Regions from separate parts of the Sus scrofa genome. Here region 1 is linked to region 2. The links are chromatin contacts, called in public promoter capture Hi-C maps. All regions are on one chromosome and are shown on one strand. The core of a region is the stretch at or near the end of the contact, and the rest is flanking DNA. Distances in the headings are between cores, read along the strand shown. Region 1 holds the start of RRAGC (ras-related GTP-binding protein C). Region 2 holds the start of GNL2 (nucleolar GTP-binding protein 2).

Region 1 (5,767 bases), core at 505-3,004, 1.2 Mb before region 2:
GGCAGCTACAGCTCCGATTCGACCCCTAGCCTGGGAACCTCCATATGCCACGGGAGTGGCCCAAGAAATGGCAAAAAAAACAAACAAAAAAAACAACAAAGAAAATAGAAGACTGTGCTGTTCATTATGGTAGCCACTAGCCACATCTGGCAACTAAAATGCCATTAAAAATTCAGTTCCTCAGTCACACTAGCAACATTTCCAGTGCTCAATCCACATTGGCTACTATGTTCAACAGTGTGGAGGTAGAACTTTTCTAATACAGAAAGTGCTACGGGTCATTACTGTAGAAGGAATGGCCGAAGGAATTGAGTATGGAATGTGGAACAGAAAACTTAGTGGGTAATGAAGACTAATATCTGAGATGCTGTCATGAAAAGGATGAAGCCCAGTGCTTCTACATTCCAGTGTTTAAGTGGCAGAGAGTGTAATTTGGGGCCTCAATAAGAGACAGACAAAATTTTACCACAGTGGAATTGACTGCCCATTGAGATAGTGAGCTCTCTTCCCTTGGAACTACTGAAGTGTATGCTGCATAATATCCATCAGTCAGACGCTGTGGAGTGGATTCTCTAGGTGAGAGGTTGGACAAGATGACCTCTACGGATGTGTCCCATCTTTAACTTGTAGATTCAGACATAACCAAGTCCCAAATTTGCATACATGCTTTCCTTTCATAATCAAAAAGTTAGTTTGCTTGGAACACTAGCATCACCACCCCCGCCCCCTTTAAGAGGAAGATCCTCTTTTGACAAATTTCCAGTTCTAAAGTCTGACTGAAAATTCCTCCCTCTAGCTTTCCCAAACATATCTGGTGACAAGCATTTGCTCCGGTTTGCTTTCATTATTCTTTCCTTTGGTCTCCCATCTGAACGAGGTCATAGAAGGGGCAGTGTTCTGTGGGAGGATAGAATTAATGAAGAAGTAGACTTTGACTAAGTGAGAAGCAGAGGGAATTAGGTCCTGTTCTTGAAGTGGCAGCAGTATTCATTGCCAGTGATTTGCTGAAGAAAGAGGATAAAACATTCTAGCTTGCTTGCGTGTGCTTTCCTATCAGGGTCCGGGTACCTGCTAAAACGAACTGTATCTCACTCTGGACTGCCTTGGTTGAGGCTGTGCCCACATTCTGTCAGGCTCCTCCTCTATACTCTTGCATATCCCAACCAGATCCACCCTTTTAGACCAGCTCAGACGCCAGCTCCTAAGAGACGTTTTCACCCACCCAACTCCCCGAGCTGTTTTATCTGTACCTTTGACCTTCCCAGTTCATACCTAGTACTGAAGGTACTTACGCAGAGGCCCAGGCTCTATTAATCTTGGAGCAACTTGAGGACAGGCAGGGTCCGAGTCGGTTCCAGTTTTGTGCCCCAGGACTTCGCGGGCATCAATAAATACTGGTTGGGCGAGCACAATAGTAGGAGGAGGGCAATCGTTTTTTTCTCCCAAGTGTCCAGAGAGCATCTGCTATTGCGATGGCCTCTGGAGCCCGAGGCAGGCAGGGGAGCGGTGAGAAGCAAGGCTGGGCAGGACCGAGGTGCGCGTCGGGGCGGAGGGCAGCGGGCTCGGCCCGGGCCGAGCCACCCTCCTCGTGACTCCTCCTCCCCCCTCCACAGCTCCGAGTCAGGTGATTCCGGGCACGTGACGGGCACCACCTACCCTGCTGCTCCCGAGTGGCAGCTCGGGTAGCCAATGAGAGGCTGGGCCCGGGCGCGGAGCCTATGAGAGCCGGGCTCCGGGGGGCGGGCCGCACGGCTGTGGCGGCTGCCGGGGGCGGCGGCGGCGGCAGCGGACTGGGGAGGCGGCGGCCTGGCTCGGCCTGGCCTGGCCTGTCAGGGCGCGGGCGGCGGCGGCTCCGGCTCCGGCTCCGGCACCATGTCCCTGCAGTACGGGGCAGAGGAGACGCCCCTCGCCGGCAGTTACGGCGCGGCGGACTCGTTCCCAAAGGACTTCGGCTACGGCGTGGAGGAGGAGGAAGAGGAGGCTGCAGCCGGGGGTGGCGGGGTTGGGGCGGGGGCCGGTGGAGGCTGTGGCCCGGGGGGTGCTGACAGCTCCAAGCCGAGGATTCTGCTCATGGGGCTCCGGCGCAGCGGCAAGTCTTCCATCCAGAAGGTGAGTGGGGCCGCGCCGGCCCCTCCGCCCCTCCCCCCTCCCCTCCCCGGGGGCGCGGGTGGCCGCAGGGCGGGGAGGCCCCGAGGAGGGCGTAGGCCGGGGTGGCCGGCTGGGCTGTCCCAGCGCGCTTTCTCTTCTCTTCTGGGAGCAGAGCCCGGGCGCGGCCGCAGCGGGGACCCCAGTCTCAGAGTCCACGCCCAGGTCTGCCGAGGCCGAGTGGGTCCCGTATTCCCCGAGTGGCCAGAGCGAGGCAGGTGCCTGTGGCTCCGCCCGGGATCTCGCCTCCTGGGACCCAGCCCCTCTTCCATTCACGAAACTGAGACGTGCTCCATGGTTCTAACTTGGAGAACTTCCTGGACTCCCTCCCTGGCCCTGGTTGAGTGTTCCTTTCACTTCAGGTGACCTCAGTTTGCAAGGGCTTCCCAGGTGAGCCCCAGGGAGCAGCATCAGAAAGAGTTGCGACTAACTCCCTAGCCCTTGTAATGCCCGCTCTTGTTACTAGTTTGAAGGAGACTTTACTGTGACGTTAGTGGGAATTGGGGGCACTTTTCCCACCTATTTTAGTATCTGTGGCCCGGTGAGCATAGTTACTAGTGATGTTGCCCGTTTGTATGTGGCTACAGGAATTTTCTGAGACCTGGAGAACATCTGCAGACCTATGCCAACTTTCACTTGGGGTCTGTCAGGAACGGATGGAGGGCTATGCACTTTTTGGTCAGGAGGACGTAGGGGCAGGATTGAGCTCTCAGCTATACCTCTTACACACAAAGTGAGCTGGTAGTAAAATGCTAGATCCCTGGTGTTTTGCCCTTTCCACTCTGTTGCAAAGGTCTCTCCAAAATAAAGGTCTCTGCGTGATATTATGTAGACATGATATTTTTTAAAAATAGCCTTCCGAATTGACTGAATTACTGTGTTTTATCTTGTCACCTTTATGGAGAAATCTGAGTACATTTTATGGTAGGTTTTTAGCAAAGTGATTTTAATTCTTTTCACTTGTTGCTCACTGCCTAAACCTTGGGAGTAACTGTCTGTTTTTCTTTTCTAGAAAGTAACAGTGAGGGGAAAATTAGTTTTGTGTTAGAATTGTATTGACTGTGATTATTTTAATTAACAGTTACCTTTACCATTTTTCTCTCATGGGAACTGTCTTTTCCCTGTCAACTCCCAAACTTAGCCCCTCCCAAATATATTCCTCCTCCTCCAGTTTTTGTTTTTGTTTTGTTTTCATTTTTGGTTGCCTCTGGACATATGGAGCTCCTGGTCTAGGGATCAGAGCTGAGCCACGGTCTTGACCTGAGCTGCAGTTGAGGCAGTGTTGGGGGTCTTTAACCCACTGTGCGGGATTGGGGATTGAACCCATGTTTCAGCACTCCCAAGATGCTGATACCATTGCACCACAGCCAGGGCTCCCCTCCTTCCCCAGTAACGTCACTTTTTACTTGGTATAATTTGCCGTAGTTTTATTTTCTTCCACAAGGCTGCAAATCCATTGAGGGCAGGAGTCTCGTCAGTTTCATTTCTGATTATTCCTCAGAGCCTGAAAGTTTTCAATGAACAAAACTTTTTCAACTTTAGCTATATACTTTGGTAATCTTAAAGTAGATTTTGGCAGAATTAATGCAGTTTAACAGAAAAAAAAATTGAACTGAGACGAGAGATGTTGCTTCTCCTAGTATCAAATACAGAGAAAATAGCAGAGAAGTTTCAGTTTTTCTGGTGATTTCATTTCATACTTTGGTGTCTTCTGTTGGAAGTTAAAGGATAATAAGTACTAGTGGATACACCATTCACTTTTTACTCCTTTTATTTTACTACTATTTTTTATGGCCGCACCTGTAGCATACAGAAGTTCCTGGGCTGGGGATTGAATCTGAGCTGCAGCTGCAACCTATGCCAGATCCTTAACCTACTATGCTGGGGCTGGAGATTGAACCTGTGTTTCAGCAGTAACCCAAGCTGCTGCAGTTGGATTCTTAACCCACTGAGCCACAGCGGGGCCTCCACTTTTTACCTCTTTTAAAATTTTTGCTTTAGGATGAAATTCTTTAAATTATGTTAATTCAGGGTGGAATTTTGTACTTTAAATACAAAGTTGGGTAGCCGTTAAATTGTCTTCTTTCTTTTAACAGGTGGTGTTTCATAAAATGTCGCCCAATGAGACCCTCTTTTTGGAAAGTACCAACAAGATTTACAAAGATGACATTTCTAATAGCTCCTTTGTGAATTTCCAAATATGGGATTTTCCTGGGCAAATGGACTTTTTTGACCCAACTTTTGACTATGAGATGATCTTCAGGGGAACAGGAGCATTGATATATGTCATTGATGCACAGGTAGTTAGAAATGATGATGTTTACTTCTCTGGTGGCAGAAGATATAGGAACAAAGGAAAGTTGTTTCTCGTCTTTGTCATGCGCTTCTTGCAGCTTATTTCTTTGCCAGTACGTTCCCTAACAGTGTGAGAGATGTACCTGCACAGGTGCTTAGGGAGCAGGTGTGCCATTGTATAAGTAAGGAATATCAAATGATTAGGGATATGGCTTACATCCCTGAGTTCCAGTGAATGGGTAGCCTTCCATTTTTGTTAGTGGTAGATATTGCTGTACTCTCTTAACTTCACCACATTGATGTCAGTCACTGAAGAGGTCTCATCAGTGCCCATAATAAAAGGAGGAATGTGAGAACCAAGTCCATAAATGTTAAAGTGCATAGTTTCTTTAATTGCCCAAATTGAGTTGAGTTTAACCAGTACTTGTTGAGGGCCTAGCCTTTGGCAGGCACTCAGACAAACGGGACATGTCTCTGTCCTTAAGAATCTTACGTTTTCTGAGCTTAAGCATTAGTTAGGAATGCTTTCTGAGTGACAGGCTCTGTAATGGGTGCTTTCACATACATGGTCTATTTACTTTCTTCTTCACAATACTGTGAGGTAGGTACTGTAATTCCAATTTTATGTTCGAGTAAACAGATCAGAGTCTAAGCAACCTGCTGAAAGTCACACATCTAATAAATGGCAGAGCTGGGATTACTTAAAAAAAATTCTATTGGGAAGAAATGTCCATTCCCCATTTCCTTTCCTTATATTATCCGTTTAAAAAATTACAAGTATTAACTTGGTAGTTGAATTTTTTTATCCTGAGAGATTGAGGATTTAGTGGTATAAGTTAATGTGTTTGGATGTTTGAATATTTCTGAATAATTAGGATAATATATTTTCTGTGGTTGGGGAAAGAGGTGGTTTGAGGCTTTCTTAATGCAAGATTTCTTTTTAAAAAATATTTTGTTCTGACTTACAGGATGACTACATGGAGGCTTTAACAAGACTTCACATTACTGTTTCTAAAGCCTACAAAGTTAATCCAGACATGAATTTTGAGGTTTTTATTCACAAAGTTGATGGTCTGTCTGATGATCACAAAATAGAAACACAGAGGGATATTCATCAAAGGGCCAATGATGACCTTGCAGATGCTGGGCTAGAAAAACTCCACCTTAGGTAACAACCTGTGTGTTTGATATGAGAGCCCTGAAAAGTGTGTAAATGTATTCCCATCTCTGTCATTACAAACACGTAGCTCTCTGTTACCCGTATACCCTCCCCAGATCTATGATGTTTTTGATCTTTTCTTTGTTGAATTCAAGCGGTTTTGGGAGC
Region 2 (5,966 bases), core at 296-2,795:
ACTTGAAGTGCCAAAAAAAGAGGGAGGTTGAAACACAGACACCTAGAGACTTTATTTTAGCTAGTCAAAACAGAAACTGCTAGGTCTTACTGCCCTCATTTCCCTTCAGGAATGTGGAGATATTCCCATCTGCTAGTGACTAAATGTTATGTATTGACAAAACTTATGTATTGAAACTCTAATCCCTGATGTGATGGTATTGGGAGGATAATTAGGTTTAGATGAGGTCATGAGGATGCAGCCCATGATGGGATTAGTGCCCTTCTAAGGAGAGGAAGAGACCAGTGACCTTCCCCTTTCCCCAGCCTGTGAGGATACAGTGAGAAGATAGATGTCTACAAGCTAGGAAGAGAGTTCTCACTAGGAACCAAACCATGCGGGCACCCTGACCTTTGACTTCCCAGCCCCCAGCATGATGAGAAATCAATGTTTGTGGTTTAAGCCACTCAGTCTATGGTATTTTTTTATAGCAGCCCTAGCTAAGATGTCATCCATTCATTCCTTCATTCAGTGAATATGTATTTAGTCCTTACTATATTTCAAGGTTTTTTTGAAGTCTTGTAGACACAGCAGTGAACAAACTTTTGAGGTCTCTACTCTCAAGAAGCTTGCAATCCAGTTTGGGGGAAGCAGCCGATAAACTTGGAAACAACCTAATTTCAAGTAAGAATAAGTGCCATGAAATAAATACAACCAAATACTATAAGCGAATAACTACAGAAGAATGGGAGATGGCTGAGTTAGACCAATTAGACAGGAAAGACTTCTCCCAGAAGAAAGGGTTGCCGGATAAAATACAGGATGCCCAATTAAATTTGAATTTCATATAAATAATAAACATGTTTAGTATAAGTATGTCCCAAATATTGCCTGGGGCATACTTATACTAAAATATATTCCATTGTTTATCTGGAATTCAAATTTAACTGGGGAAAGAATAACAAATTTAATTGGGCAATCCTGTTTTTTTATTTGCTAACACTTGCAACCCTACCAGTAGGTGACATTTGAGCTAAGAACTGAAAGATCAGAAGGAACTAGCTATGCAAAGGTTTAGGGAAATGATGATTCAGGCAGAAGGAACAGCCAGTGTAAATGTCAGAATAACCAGAAGGAGGGAGGTACAAATGAGGTCAAGTAAATACGCAGGGACCAGATCATGCAGAATTCTGCAGGAATGGCCAAGAGTTTAAATCTCTCTCTCTTTCTCTCTCTCTGGAATTTTAAGAAGGGTGACAAGATCTAGTTGGTATTTAGCTGCTGTGTGGTCGGCGACGTTTGGAAGGGCTTAGAGGACAAATTCAGAAGATAATTAAACTCAAGCTTGTGTCATTGACCTGGGAAGAGGCACCTAAGTTTGTGCGTGGACTCCACTAGCGGTTCTAGGCCGCGCGTCCTGGGTAACCAGGCGGTTGCTATGGAATGTAGCTTGGCGGTTGCTAGGGAGAAAGCGAGGCGGGGCTGGACGCAAGGAAACATCTAAGAGGCCGGCGCGGGGGCGGAGCCAGGAGTGCGGCGGCGCGCGTTCGCCGGAAGTCGTTCGGGGGAAGCACGGGGTGCGAGCGGAAGTGACGTCGGCCTGCGCACGCGGTCCAGCGTAGTTCGAGCGGGTGACCTCGGTTCGTTTTGGGAAGTTAAGAGCTGTTTTACCTGACACAGGCCGGACCCAGCACTCCGGTCCCCGTCCCTTCGGCAAGATGGTGAAGCCCAAGTACAAAGGACGGAGTACTATCAACCCTTCTAATGCCAGCACAAATCCCGGTACAGGCAGCGGGGCTCGCGGAGGGTGGGGCTTTGGAGGAAGCTTGGGGGGAGGGACGCCGGGTGGTTTTACATGAACTGAGCTCAAGCAAAGTGGCCTTTGAGGATGAGAAGGAGGATAATTCCTTGTTCGGAGGCCCTGAGGAGGGCTGACTCTGGCACGTCCGTCAAGACTAGATGCCAGGCAATGGGTCTAAAGCCGGGAGAAGTGAACACTCAGGCCTGGCAGTCTTAGGGCGTCTCCGACTGAGAGGTGCAAGCTCCGAGTTGTCAGGGGGCTCTTAAATGTGACTTCTTGTGTTCCTGTGTGTGTCACGTGTTGAAGCCCCTTCCCCAATATAGTTCAGTCTTGTATGAGTCCAGCTCTCCAGCTCAAGGAATTACTAAAAGTAAATTAGATGAAATCAAGACTAAAAGGGATGTAGCCCGACCCAGCTGGCCTTTTGCACTGGCCCACACTTGCCTGCCACCTTTGCTTTGACCATTGAAATGAGAAAGAAATTGTAGATTTGGCTCTTGGGGTCGTCCCGTCTGGTAAAGTGCATAGAAAACGCTGCAGATAAATCACTACAGTCATTTCAGTAAAGATGTTTTTTAAGATGTGTGTGAGGTTCCACCACAAGATGAACAAGATAACTTTGGGGGGAGTCCCTTCCATTCGGGTTTGGTTAATAAAATGTATTAAGATATGGCTTAAAGGTTTTTTTTAAATTTTGATTCATGTTGAATGTTTTCCCTAGATTGCTGATAAATTATTCCGCTGGTGTAGACTGGAATTTTACAGTTAGACCCGATAAGGCCGTTACAGACCAAGACATGATAGATGAAGAGACCTAGCCAAAATAGGGCAAGTGGCTTGTCACAGTTGGTACAGTTAGTGAGTAGTAGAGCCACCAGTCCTGTGATTTCAGTCTGTTTTCTACTGCATCACTTCAGGAGTAGACAGGTGACTTGAGAAGCCAGGCCAGTATGCTCATTTGTCCTTTTTCTCTCTGAGGTGTAAGGCAAGAATTACTATTTATTTGCTGTTGATTACACTGAGATCAAACATTGGGAAATGAAAAAGCTGGTACATTAGGAACATATATGTATTAGAATCATAGTCTTCATGATGCTTTGCTTATAGCAGGTGCTCAGTATTTGTTAAACTGAGGCCCAGAGGAAGGCATCTTAGTAGTTAAGAACACAGGTCGTGGCCAGATGCTTTTGTCCAAATTCTGGCTCTGCCATTTGTGGCTTTGTACGAGATGTCTGCCTACTGTGCCTCAGTTTCTCACCTGCAGAATGGGGATAATGTATCTGTCTTTATAGGATTATTGTATAATGCCTGTAATGTGACTAGTAAAGTGCCATAATTAGTGCTCAGAAATAGTACCTGTTACCGTTATCAAACTCAGTCCTGTGGAGGGTTCAAGATTCTGTCCGCTTTGTCATGCATATACCATGTAGCTTCCTGTAATGATTTTGTGGGAGCAGCACATGGAGAAAGTGGGGAGTTTGCCATGAGGGGGCAGCTTGCCTACTTTGAGCAAACTGGTTGGTGTGTTTGAAGCAGTGGCTGTGCTTGGACTTGCTGGTTATCAAAAAGTGTGCCGGTCTGCTGTGTTTGCTAGATCGAGTGCAGGGCGCAGGAGGCCAGAACATGAGGGACCGGGCCACAATCCGCCGCCTGAATATGTACAGGCAGAAGGAGCGCAGGTGAGTGTGGGCACTCTCGTCCCTCCCCCTTTCCTAAATGCTCTTGGCTTGTAGCTGACACCTGTTGACCCTTTCATGTTCCCACCCCCACTTCCTCCAGATAAGAGTAGTGTATTTTCAAATATCATTTTATGTGATACACCTTAAATTGTTGGTTAAAGACCTGAGGAGTGGGTGGTGAAATAGTGCTTGTGTCGCAATGCTCCACAACCCCCTCCCTTCTTCGTTCCTCCCAGCCTTGGCCTCCACCACTGACCTGTTAAATCTCAGGGTGGACATCTGTCAGATGGAAATCTGGTTTTCTTTTCTTTTCTTTTTTTTTTTTTTTTTTCCTGGGGCCGCACCCAAGGCATATGGAAGTTCCCAGGCTAGGGGTCTAATCGGAGCTGTAGCTGCTGGCCTTTGCCAGAGCCACAGCAACACCAGATTCGAGCCGCATCTGCAACCTACACCACAGCTCACGGCAACGCTGGATCCTTAACCCCTGAGCGAGGCCAGGGATTGAACCCACAACCCCACTGTTTCTAGTCGGATTCATTAATCACTGAGCCACAACGGGAACTCCAGAAATCTAGTTTTTTTTTCTCTTTTTTTTTTTTTTTGTCTTTTTGCCATTTCTTGGGCCGCTTCTGTGGCTAATGGAGGTTCCCAGGCTAGGGGTCCAATCGGAGCTGTAGCTGCTGGCCTACACCAGAACCACAGCAATTCGGGATCTGAGCCGCGTCTGCGACCTACATCACAGCTCACGGCAACGCCGGATCGTTAACTCACTGAGTAAGGGCAGGGTTCGAACCTGCAACCTCATGGTTCCTAATCAGATTCATTAACCACTGCGCCATAACGGGAACTCCTGGTTTTCTTTGATAAAGCATATAGAACGGTATCATGAAAGCAGCCAGAAAACTTGTTTTTTAAATCACGACATTGCAGCACTTGGAAACTCATCACAACTCTGAGTTCTGCTGAGGCAGCCTCTGTCACGGGGACTTGCTGAGTGTGGCATTTTGCGAGCTGGTCTTAATTTGTTTGGTAATTGGATTCTTCATCCATTCTAAAAGATGTGTCTAAAACACAAATGTCAGTGAACTTAATCTGCCTTAGTCACCTACTCTGCAGTTTGTTTTAGAATTCTGAGTTCCAACATAAATCACCCTCTGCTTAAAATTCATTTAAACCAGCCTTCAAATAATTATCCCAAAAGACTCAAGTATGTGACTTTTTTTTATAAAGCAAACAGTAAACAGATTTTTAAACATGAGCATTAGTTGTTATTCATCAAGCAAAAATCATTACGTGCTCTGTTGCAAGAGGTTAAATGGCTTTGGGGCAATCTGTTTCAAATGTAGAAGTACTTTTTGTTTACTGAAGTCTGTATTTCATGATCACTTAAAACCGAGGGTGGGGCGAGGTCCTTTTGATGGAAGGAGTATTCTGTAAACCCAATTTTCCTGTTGCCTTTCTGTCGTCAACCAAAATCTGTTGCTTCCTCAATTTAGGAACAGCCGTGGTAAAGTGATTAAGCCTCTGCAATATCAATCAACGGTGGCTTCTGGCACAGTGGCGAGAGTGGAGCCAAACATAAAGTGGTTTGGTGAGTATCGTCCTCTGCTACTTTTGCTCAAGAAAATGTGCACTGTATGGAGAAGGGTAGAATGTCCAGATGTCTAAAAAGCAGGTGTTTGAGGGGGAGGGGGCTGTCAAGGACCACTTGAGAAAGGGATGAGATAAGACGTCCCCACCCTGGGAAAAGTGCAGAGAAAAGTATCGGTGGTGGCTTCCATAAATGACTTATTTTTAAGAGTTCATCATTGTTCATTGGGAGTAAACCCTCCTAAGCAGGTGAGCTCATCCTCAGTGACTAGCATTCCCAGACCTTAGAAGGCTGTCTCCTCGTTTCCCGTTGCCTGGAGGCATGACCTTTGAGAGGTGCCTTGCAGGTGTGTTTGTGCCTTTAGCTTGAAGAGTAAGTGCCTTGACCTGAAGCTCTGGAACACCTTTTCTTTGATGGGGTTGTATTCGGACCGAGTGACAATGAAAGGACCTCTCGTTGGTGCTCCCCAGGGGAGAGCAGTATCGACATAGGCGCCGGGAGGCAGCATTTCTTCCTTTGGAAACTCCACCTTCATTTCTTCTGGCCTTTCAGCCTTTCGCTCAGCCACTGCCGGGTGTGGGCACGTCAGATGCTCAGGCTCCAGGCTCTGCCTTCTCTTTGACCTCTGTGCTGGGGGGCAGATGGCCGCTACCTTTGAACATCTCTTGGGTCTTTTGTTGGGCTGGATACTCCCCCCAGGAAAGTGCAACACAGAAGAATGTCCCAAGAGAACTCCTTTGAGAAGCGTTTAGCATAGTGGCTAGCTACTGTGACTGATCCAGACCGCCCGGGTTTGAAGCCTAGTTTTGCTGTATCTGGGACCACAGGCGAGCTCTTAGGTTTGTTCATCACTTTTTTCATTTGTAAAATGAAGATAAAAATAGCACCTATTTCATAGGACTGTTGTGGTAACTAA

What was found. Promoter capture Hi-C pulls out the DNA fragments that hold promoters and counts their contacts.
Region 1: a promoter capture Hi-C map of liver shows a contact between it and region 2, with 5 times the contacts expected there. The contact joins the promoter of RRAGC here to the promoter of GNL2 in region 2. A contact is called at or near these places in 2 of 5 promoter capture datasets (fetal skeletal muscle and liver) and 1 of 2 datasets of contacts at active chromatin or transcription factors (alveolar macrophages).

The regions. Positions count from the first base shown.
Region 1 is chr6:94,799,004-94,804,770 of Sscrofa11.1, reverse strand. RRAGC (ras-related GTP-binding protein C) reads left to right here and starts at 1,754. Exons shown (of 7, transcript XM_003127801.4): 1 at 1,754-2,109; 2 at 4,242-4,445; 3 at 5,409-5,608. The coding sequence starts at 1,873.
Region 2 is chr6:93,641,559-93,647,524 of Sscrofa11.1, reverse strand. It overlaps GNL2 (nucleolar GTP-binding protein 2), which reads left to right and starts at 1,545. Exons shown (of 16, transcript XM_021095967.1): 1 at 1,545-1,761; 2 at 3,375-3,459; 3 at 4,956-5,050. The coding sequence starts at 1,698.